2 separate regions of the Cricetulus griseus genome follow, and region 2 is linked to region 1. A link is a contact called in public Hi-C data. All regions are on one chromosome and are shown on one strand. The core of a region is the stretch at or near the end of the contact, and the rest is flanking DNA. Distances in the headings are between cores, read along the strand shown.

The links. Hi-C and Micro-C count contacts between places; a contact is called where the count stands out from the background.
Region 2: a Hi-C map of fibroblasts shows a contact between it and region 1, with 2.2 times the contacts expected there. The contact joins the promoter of Ccdc74b here to the promoter of Scarf2 in region 1. A contact is called at or near these places in 2 of 8 Hi-C or Micro-C datasets (the CHL-YN cell line and fibroblasts).

Annotation. Positions count from the first base shown.
Region 1 is chr4:71,538,036-71,541,992 of CriGri-PICRH-1.0, reverse strand. It overlaps Scarf2 (scavenger receptor class F member 2), which reads left to right and starts at 2,383. Exons shown (of 14, transcript XM_035444739.1): 1 at 2,383-2,421; 2 at 2,423-2,535. The coding sequence starts at 2,383.
Region 2 is chr4:71,686,664-71,690,076 of CriGri-PICRH-1.0, reverse strand. Ccdc74b (coiled-coil domain-containing protein 74B) reads left to right here and starts at 1,428. Exons shown (of 8, transcript XM_027413176.2): 1 at 1,428-1,869; 2 at 2,614-2,658. The coding sequence starts at 1,518.

The DNA of each region.
Region 1 (3,957 bases), core at 1,134-3,633:
TGCGCCAGGTACACAGGCAGGAGCCCACCCTGGCTTAGGAAGGTGGGTAAATGGGGTATATGGGTGACACTGAAGGCCTGTCTAAGGAGGGGTTCATGCAGGTTGTGCCTTCACAGACTTCAAGCTTGGGAGTTAGTCTATGGGAAGAATGTAAGTTGATGCCATTGGAACTTGGCCCAGCCGAGGTTTCCCCTCAGGTCCAGTGAGGTCAGTATAAAGCCTGGGGTGAACACTGCAACCACAGGAACCTCTGCTGGTGGCAGCCTTGGGAGACTCCTTGGGGAGGGCACTGCTGAGGACAGGGCTCAGGCTCAGCTTCCCAGAAGTGGTCAGCTTATTGACTTGGGCTGAGAAGTGTTTGCATTTGTGACCACATGGGAAGACTTCCTTTTACCCACCTGACCTCCTCCTTGCACCACCAGCCTAGCCAGGCTGAGGGCTGAGAAAAGGACTGAGGTCCCCCACCCCATCCCCAGCCTGCTAACGCCTATGGCCTTGGCCTGTCCATTGCTCTGGTTCCAACTCAGTCCTCCAGGCTTGCTTTCTACACCACCTGCCCCTGATACTCAAGGCACCTTCTGCTTGCTACCCAAGAGTATATTGTCTAATTTTCCCTTCAAGCAGACAAACTCCTTGATGGGACCTGGCTGTCAATGGGATACAGCCTACCTCCTGAGCTCTCTTGCTTTGCCTTTTCTGGACCTGTACAGCTCCAATCCACTCCTCTCTGACCTGGACTGTGGTATTGTGTTTGGCTATCCCTGGTTGAAGCCGGTGATTCAAGGCAGTGATGAAGCTAGAACTTTACTGAGAGTAATAAAGTGTCAACAGAAGGTGCCTGCCCTAAGCCTCCCTCCTGTCTAGGGGTCTCATCGCCAAGCTTATGTAGAGACTTGGGAGGAGGGTAGCTTTAGTCATGGCCAAGTTGGCGCTAGGATGGGCACTTGATTCTGCAGCTCCTTTTACAGGCATGCTGATATCATACTAAGGTCACTGGAGGTTCCTGGTGAAGGAAACTAACAAAACTCTCAGAAGACTTCTTGTTCCCCTTACCTGATAGAGCCTGAAAAGCAGGTTTGGTAGAGACAGATCAAACTACTTAGTAGCCTCTCTATGCCTGCTTGTCCTGAGGTAAGAAGGGTCTCTGGAAAGAGATCCAGGTAGCTGGAAGCCAAGGAATAACACAAAGTCACCATAAGCGAGGGGCTCACGGTCCTCCAAGTAAAGGGTTCCCCAGTGTAACAACTCTGCTCAGGTAGGGGTTTCCCCAGCGAAGTCATTACTTCGCTGTATTCCAGCAAAAGAAAGTCGCACCCAAACCTCTTTCAAGAGATGTATTGGGAGGGAAGAATCCAGGAGGGTGGCTGCCTCTGCCAGGGTGGAAGAAGACAAGAGCAAATGGGACAGGCACAGGGCTTCTTAGAGGCAGAGTTTTCCCAGGGTGAGAATTGGTCAGATTCCGATGCCTAAGCTTGGACGAGCTCAGAGATTGGCTAGATTTCGTGCTCAGGGATTGGTTGGGTTTTGTATTGAGTAGGTCGGGGGCAGTGTGTTTCTTTCATAGGCCTTGGGTTCAGGGCCAGGATGTTTCTTTGGCTGGCCCCTTTACCCTACAGTGTCTTCCATTCGTCAGTCCTGACTCCACTTTCTGGAGTTTTCCCTCTTGGGAGCTAGTAGCCTTCTTGAGTTGAATCCATGTCCTGGGCACCCCAGTTCCTCTTTACCCCTTAACTGGGCTTCCGGGTTTCAGTTTCCACCTCCAATGTCTTCTTCCCTGTCTTTGCCTCCACATCGTATCAGAGACCTAGGCTGGTTCCTTTTGCTCCCACCTCTCTGGTATTTCCCTAGGTCTCCAGTGCATTTCCACGGATCTTTGCCTACATCGTGCTAAGTCGTCTGTTGCATGCTGCAGGAGATGTTGCTCACACAACACAGGACAACTGGGGTTTCTTGGCCAGAACCCGAGGCCAGTGTGTGTCCCAGGGCCTTTGCTGGGCCCCCTCACTCCTGGGCTTGGCGGCTTCAGGGCTGTCTAACGAGGGGGGAGGAAAGGCGCAGACCAAGACTCCTTCGCGGGTTCCCGCAGCTCCTTCCTCCCGCAGCGCTGCGCGGGCCCTCACCAAGTTCGTCCCGGAGTTCGTGCGTGGCCAGGTGGGGGCGGGGGCCGAGCAAAGGGGCGGAGGCGCGGCCGGAGGGTGGGGTCTGGTGCGTGGGGCGGGCGCTGCCGCCTGGCCGGCCGCGCTGGCCCAGGATCAGGGAGCCGATGTGGAATTTCCTGCCCGGCCCGGCGCCCCTCCTGCCGCCCCCCGCCCGGCCTCGCACTCCGCTTCCGGCCGCCCTTGCTGCGGCCGCGCGCCCGCACCCGCGCCTGCCCCGCGCCTCATGGAGGGCGCAGGGTCCCGGGGGGCCGGGCCGGCGCGGGTGCCAGGGAGCCCGAGGGCCGCCGCCGCCGCTGTTGCTGCTCTGGCTGCTGCCCGCTCTCGCGGCGCCCCAGGAGTTGAACCCTCGAGGCCGCAACGTGTGCCGCGCGCCCGGGTAGGAGCTGGGCCTGTCCGAGGCGTGGGGCGCGAAGAGGGCTGGGGGTAGCGGCGCCCCGTTTCGGTCCGGGGTATCCAGAACCTCGCTAAACTTGTCCTGATGTAAGAGGGGTCTCTTCGGGCCTCCCTCGCGACCTGGGCTCGGTTCCAGGCCGAGCCTGGGCCCCCGGGGTGCATCGCAGAGCCCACCGAACCAGAAATCACCTGAGGGGATAACGGAGTGCTATGGGCCCCCAGACGTTGTACTGTGTGCTGCCCAGAACTGTCAGGAAAGACCAGGAAAGAGTTACTCTCAAAGCCAAGGAAGGGCATTCCGAGGGAGGGAAGAGAATATGCACAGGCTCCAGGAGTCAGTGACTTGAGCCTGGAGTGGGGGTGAGAATTGCGAAGGGGCAACCCTCGGGGGCGAGCTGGGCACTGGGGAAGTCTTGAGACTTGGAAGGACGGGGTGGGAGGAGGATGGTGGTAGAAGTGAGCACGGAAAAGCCAGCGCTCACGTTGGATCAGAAACAGGAGTGGTGAGGACAATGATGGACGCGATGGGAGGACGTGGGAACCCCTGTCGGCTCCTGGGGTGGGGGGAGAGACACTGGGTGCGCGGAGGTGGGTGTCTGAGCGGATCTTGCTGGGGAAGCCGGTGTGGGACAGGCCCAGGCAGAAGGCAATGGAGCCCGGAGCCAACGCGGAGGGTGAAGAGCGACGCGGAGTAGGCGCAGAAGCCGGGGGACCTGTCCGCCGGCCCGATCCACGACGCACTCAAGTCATCTTTGCACAGAGGCGAGGAACCCGCGGTGGGGCGCCTCTGCGGGCGCTGGGGAGACTGTTTTGGCACTCCAGGCTGGGGCCCCGGGGGCCGCCCTGGGTCTAAGACACCCCCCACCCCCGCCCGAGGTGCGAAACGTCAGCCAGGGTTTCGGAGGTCCAAAGTAGACAAGGGACTGCTAGCTGACCGCGCGGTTTCCGAAATCGGGTCGAGACGCCGCCGCAGACCACTCCCGGCGGTGAGCCCCGCCTCGGAGGCGGGGGCCCGCCTGGCTAGCCATCTGCTTCGCATCGCAGCCGCCGCCGCCTCGTCCCGGGCCTCCCCGGCCCCAGGAATGCAGCGGCAAGGCAGGCGGGGCGGTGCCTGGGGAGGGCGATCAGCCCGCACCAGGCCTTCTCCTCCTCTGACAGGCTGGCCGAGGGATGGGGCTGGGGTGGTGGGTCAAGCTGGAGTGGGGGAACCCTTGGCCTCCAATATTCCCGCCGGCCGACATCGGCAGGAGGTGGGCTGTCTTCTTAACCCACAGCCGCGATCCATTTGCCTTCATGCCCTGGCAGCAGACTGCCAGGCTGTCTGGATCTGAACAAATACTTGTATTTTCTGCGTCTGTCTCCATCTCTGTAAAATGGGGTTAGATGGGCCTCAGTTCCTGGGTGC
Region 2 (3,413 bases), core at 179-2,678, 150 kb before region 1:
CCAGTGCAACCCCTCATCGGGGAGGAGATGTTGCCATTTGAGGGTCCAGTGTTCTCAATTCCCCTGGTCAAAGCTTCTGAATGATTACCCTTATCAATAACCCTGACTATCAGGGTCTTGTTTTTTTGGGGGGGAGGGGGGTTGTTGAGACAGTTTCTTTATGTAGCCTTGGCTGTCCTGGAACTCTGTAGACCAGGCTGGTCTCAGAATTCAGAGATCCTGCTTCTGCCTCCTAAGCGCTGGGGTTAAAGGAATGCATCACCACTGCCTAGTCTATCAATATTTATGGAGTGAATCCTTTTAATTTTTTTTTTTACTCTGACAGTTTCATAATATATACGATATATTGGTCATATTTACCATGACTACCCCTCCACCTGCCCCAGAGTTAATTTTTTTTACACTTACTTATGCTGAAAAAGAATGGATTGAATGCATATATGTTCCATGGTGTATGTGTAGAGGTCAGAGTAGAAGTTGAAGGAGTGGAGTGAGCATTCCTATCTTGTGGGTTTGAGGAATTTAACTCTGTCAGGCTTCCCAGCAAGTCCTTGCCTGCTGTCACAGCTTTAGTTGTCAACTTGGTACACCCAGGGAAAGCAAACTTGAACCGGTGGAACCTTTTCTTGACTGTTAACGTAGGCCTAGCCTGCTGTGGGTGGTACCATCTCTAGACAGGTGGGCCTGGGAGGGACCAGCTAGCAGTGTTACTTCATTGGTTTCTGCTTCAGGGTCCTGCCTTGAGTTCCTGTCTTGGCTTTTGCATGATGGACTATAACCATCTCCCTGTTTTGCTTTTCTAAATAGGATCTCACTGTAGCCTATGATGAAACTCGATATGTATCCTAAGGCTAGGATTATAGATATTAGTTTCCATGATCAGTTTGAAATGGTCTTTTTTATTTGTTTTGAAGACTGGATTTCGCTTTGTAGGGCAGGCTGACCTCAAACTCACAAAGATCCACCTGCCTGCCTCCTAAGCTTTGGGATAAAAGGTCCTCCTGTTCTTTAGATGTCTCTCCTGTATGTGTTCAGACAGCTTTTTTTTTTTTCTTTCTGCTTAATATCAACAAGGATTCCCTCTTTTTAAGCTATTGCTATGTGTTTAAGAAGCAAACTTTAAAACAAAGTGAGAGACTAAGACCGACTTTAAAAAAAGCAGTGCTGTGGCACACACCTATAATCACCGTTCCAGACTAGCTTGCATTACAGAGCGAGACCCTGTTCAAAAGTAGGTATAGTGATTGCTGCCCAAGTATGAGGACCTAAATTCGGTAGTACACCCGGGATCTTAGCACAGGGCGGCAGGGAGATGGGAGGATCCTGGGGTTCGCGGGCCTGCCCAGCTAGCAACGAAGAGAGAGCGCAGCTCAAAAGCTAAAGGTGGGGAGTGAGACCCGATGTAGAGCGCTGGTGGCCACAGGCACCCGCAAACAAGCTGTAAAGGTGGGCGGTTCTGACTGGTTCAAGAGTCGAGAGCGTTCCTTCGGGCGGAACGCAGCCGCAGGCCCCGCCCCATGGCGCGCCCCGCCCTCTCCGGCGCGCCCGTTCCCATGGCGACCTGGCGCCAGGCTCCCGCAGCGGGTACTGAGCGCGGCCGCAGCGCCTTCATGAGCGGGGCGGGGGTGGCGGCCGGGGCGCGGCCCCTCAGCTCTGCAACCCCAGGCTCCCGGACTGCGGCCCGCCCACGCCCGCGCCCTCCAGTCGGCCTGCAGCACGCGGGGCCGCCGCCGGCTCCGCTCGGGATCAACGAGGCACAGAAGCGGATCCTGGACCTGGAGAAGAGTCTGCAGTTTCTACAGCAGCAGCACTCGGAGACGCTGGTCAAACTCCACGAGGAGATAGAGCACCTGAAGCGGGAGAACAAGGGTGAGCCCCTGGGTGCTGGCCCGGCATTTACAGCGCTAAGGCCACGGCCATCAACTCTGAACAGTCTTGGAGAAGAACGTGGGCGGCTTCTCTTTAGTAGAGCCCGCCGACAGGCTTGGTCCTCGTGTGGTCCTTTTGTGCCCACCAGCCCAGACAGACGCTGACCCTCTTGTGCACTCTGCCCAGAGCAGGGTATGGCCCACCTCGTTTTTCTAAAACCGTTGCGGAAGTTAAACAGCAAAGCAAGTGCAAGTAAATGGTCACCAACTAATAGCATAAAGATCATAGGCAGGGATTGCTTGGATACTGCCCTACATCCCTTCCACCTCTCAGAACTTCAGGCCTCTGTGTGACATGAACGGGCTCCTCAGTCTGCCTCACACCTTAGCTAGCGCTCCTCAGCTTCTTCCCACCCAGGGCCTGTGCTCTCTTCCTGGAATGCCGAAGATCCTCTCTGGGCACCTTACTACAGTAGGACCCTCTTTTGATGCTTTCCTGAGGTTCTCCCTGTGTCTGAATGTCACACCCCACTAACCCATTGCTAGGGGCTCCTGTCCCTGACTGGCCCAGTGGATAGGCTCCTTGTTGGGGATGACAGGGATCAGCCAGAGGCATTTCTGACCTGAGGTGCCTGAGGTCAAGGCTTGGTGGAAAAAGCTGGTGGGACCCATGGAAAGAGGCCACATTTCTGTTTCGAGTGGCTGTAGATTTTAGGTGTGATAATGAGTATTTACTTGCTTTCAGAACTCCACTACAAGCTAATCATGAATGAGAAGCCTCAGAAAAAAGGTAGGACTCAGCTGCTTGCTGGGAGCTACCACTTAGCACTCGTGCTCATGTGGCAACACCAAGCCCTGCATGCTAACTCAGGGGGGGACCAGTTCTGGGCATTTGGACACATGCCACTTTCCCCAGCCACAGCTGGCTTGCTTGCTCTCAGCACCAAAAGCATGATGAGGTCTGTATAGTAGGAACAGTAGGGAGGCTGCAGACCCTCTCTCTGCTGAGCAGAACTCCTGAAATAGGAGTGGCTGTGGCAGCCTCCATCCCCTGGACCTCATTACTCTGGGAAGTTGATGGCAGCTGTGGTGCCATCACCACAGTGAGGTGATTGTCACTTTGGGGACTCCTTCCTGCCATCTCCACAGCAACCTTAGGGATCTGAGAACCTTCCACTTGCCCATAGTGGCTTCATCTTGTCGGTCCTCCAACAGCACAGCCCAAGGGCACATCAATTGAGTTCCAAGGTTCTCTTCTCTAGTAAGCTTTCAGGTCATCTGGTGATCTGATTGTTAAAGATGTTTGCTTGGAAATATTCCAATCCTGGCATGCCCAGGCTTGCTCTTCATGAAGACATGCAGAGAGCAGTGGTGGGAGGGCTCTTCTCCAGCACAGCAGCATGAGTTGGCATACTGTTTGAGCCCACTGCAGCCCAAGTTGGTGGCCCCACCAGTGAAGTTCCTGGTGGCCCTGTCAGGACGTAGAGGTGGGAGTGGAGGCTGTGCTTGGTCCAGGACCTGCCTCAGGGCCAGCTGCTCCTTTGG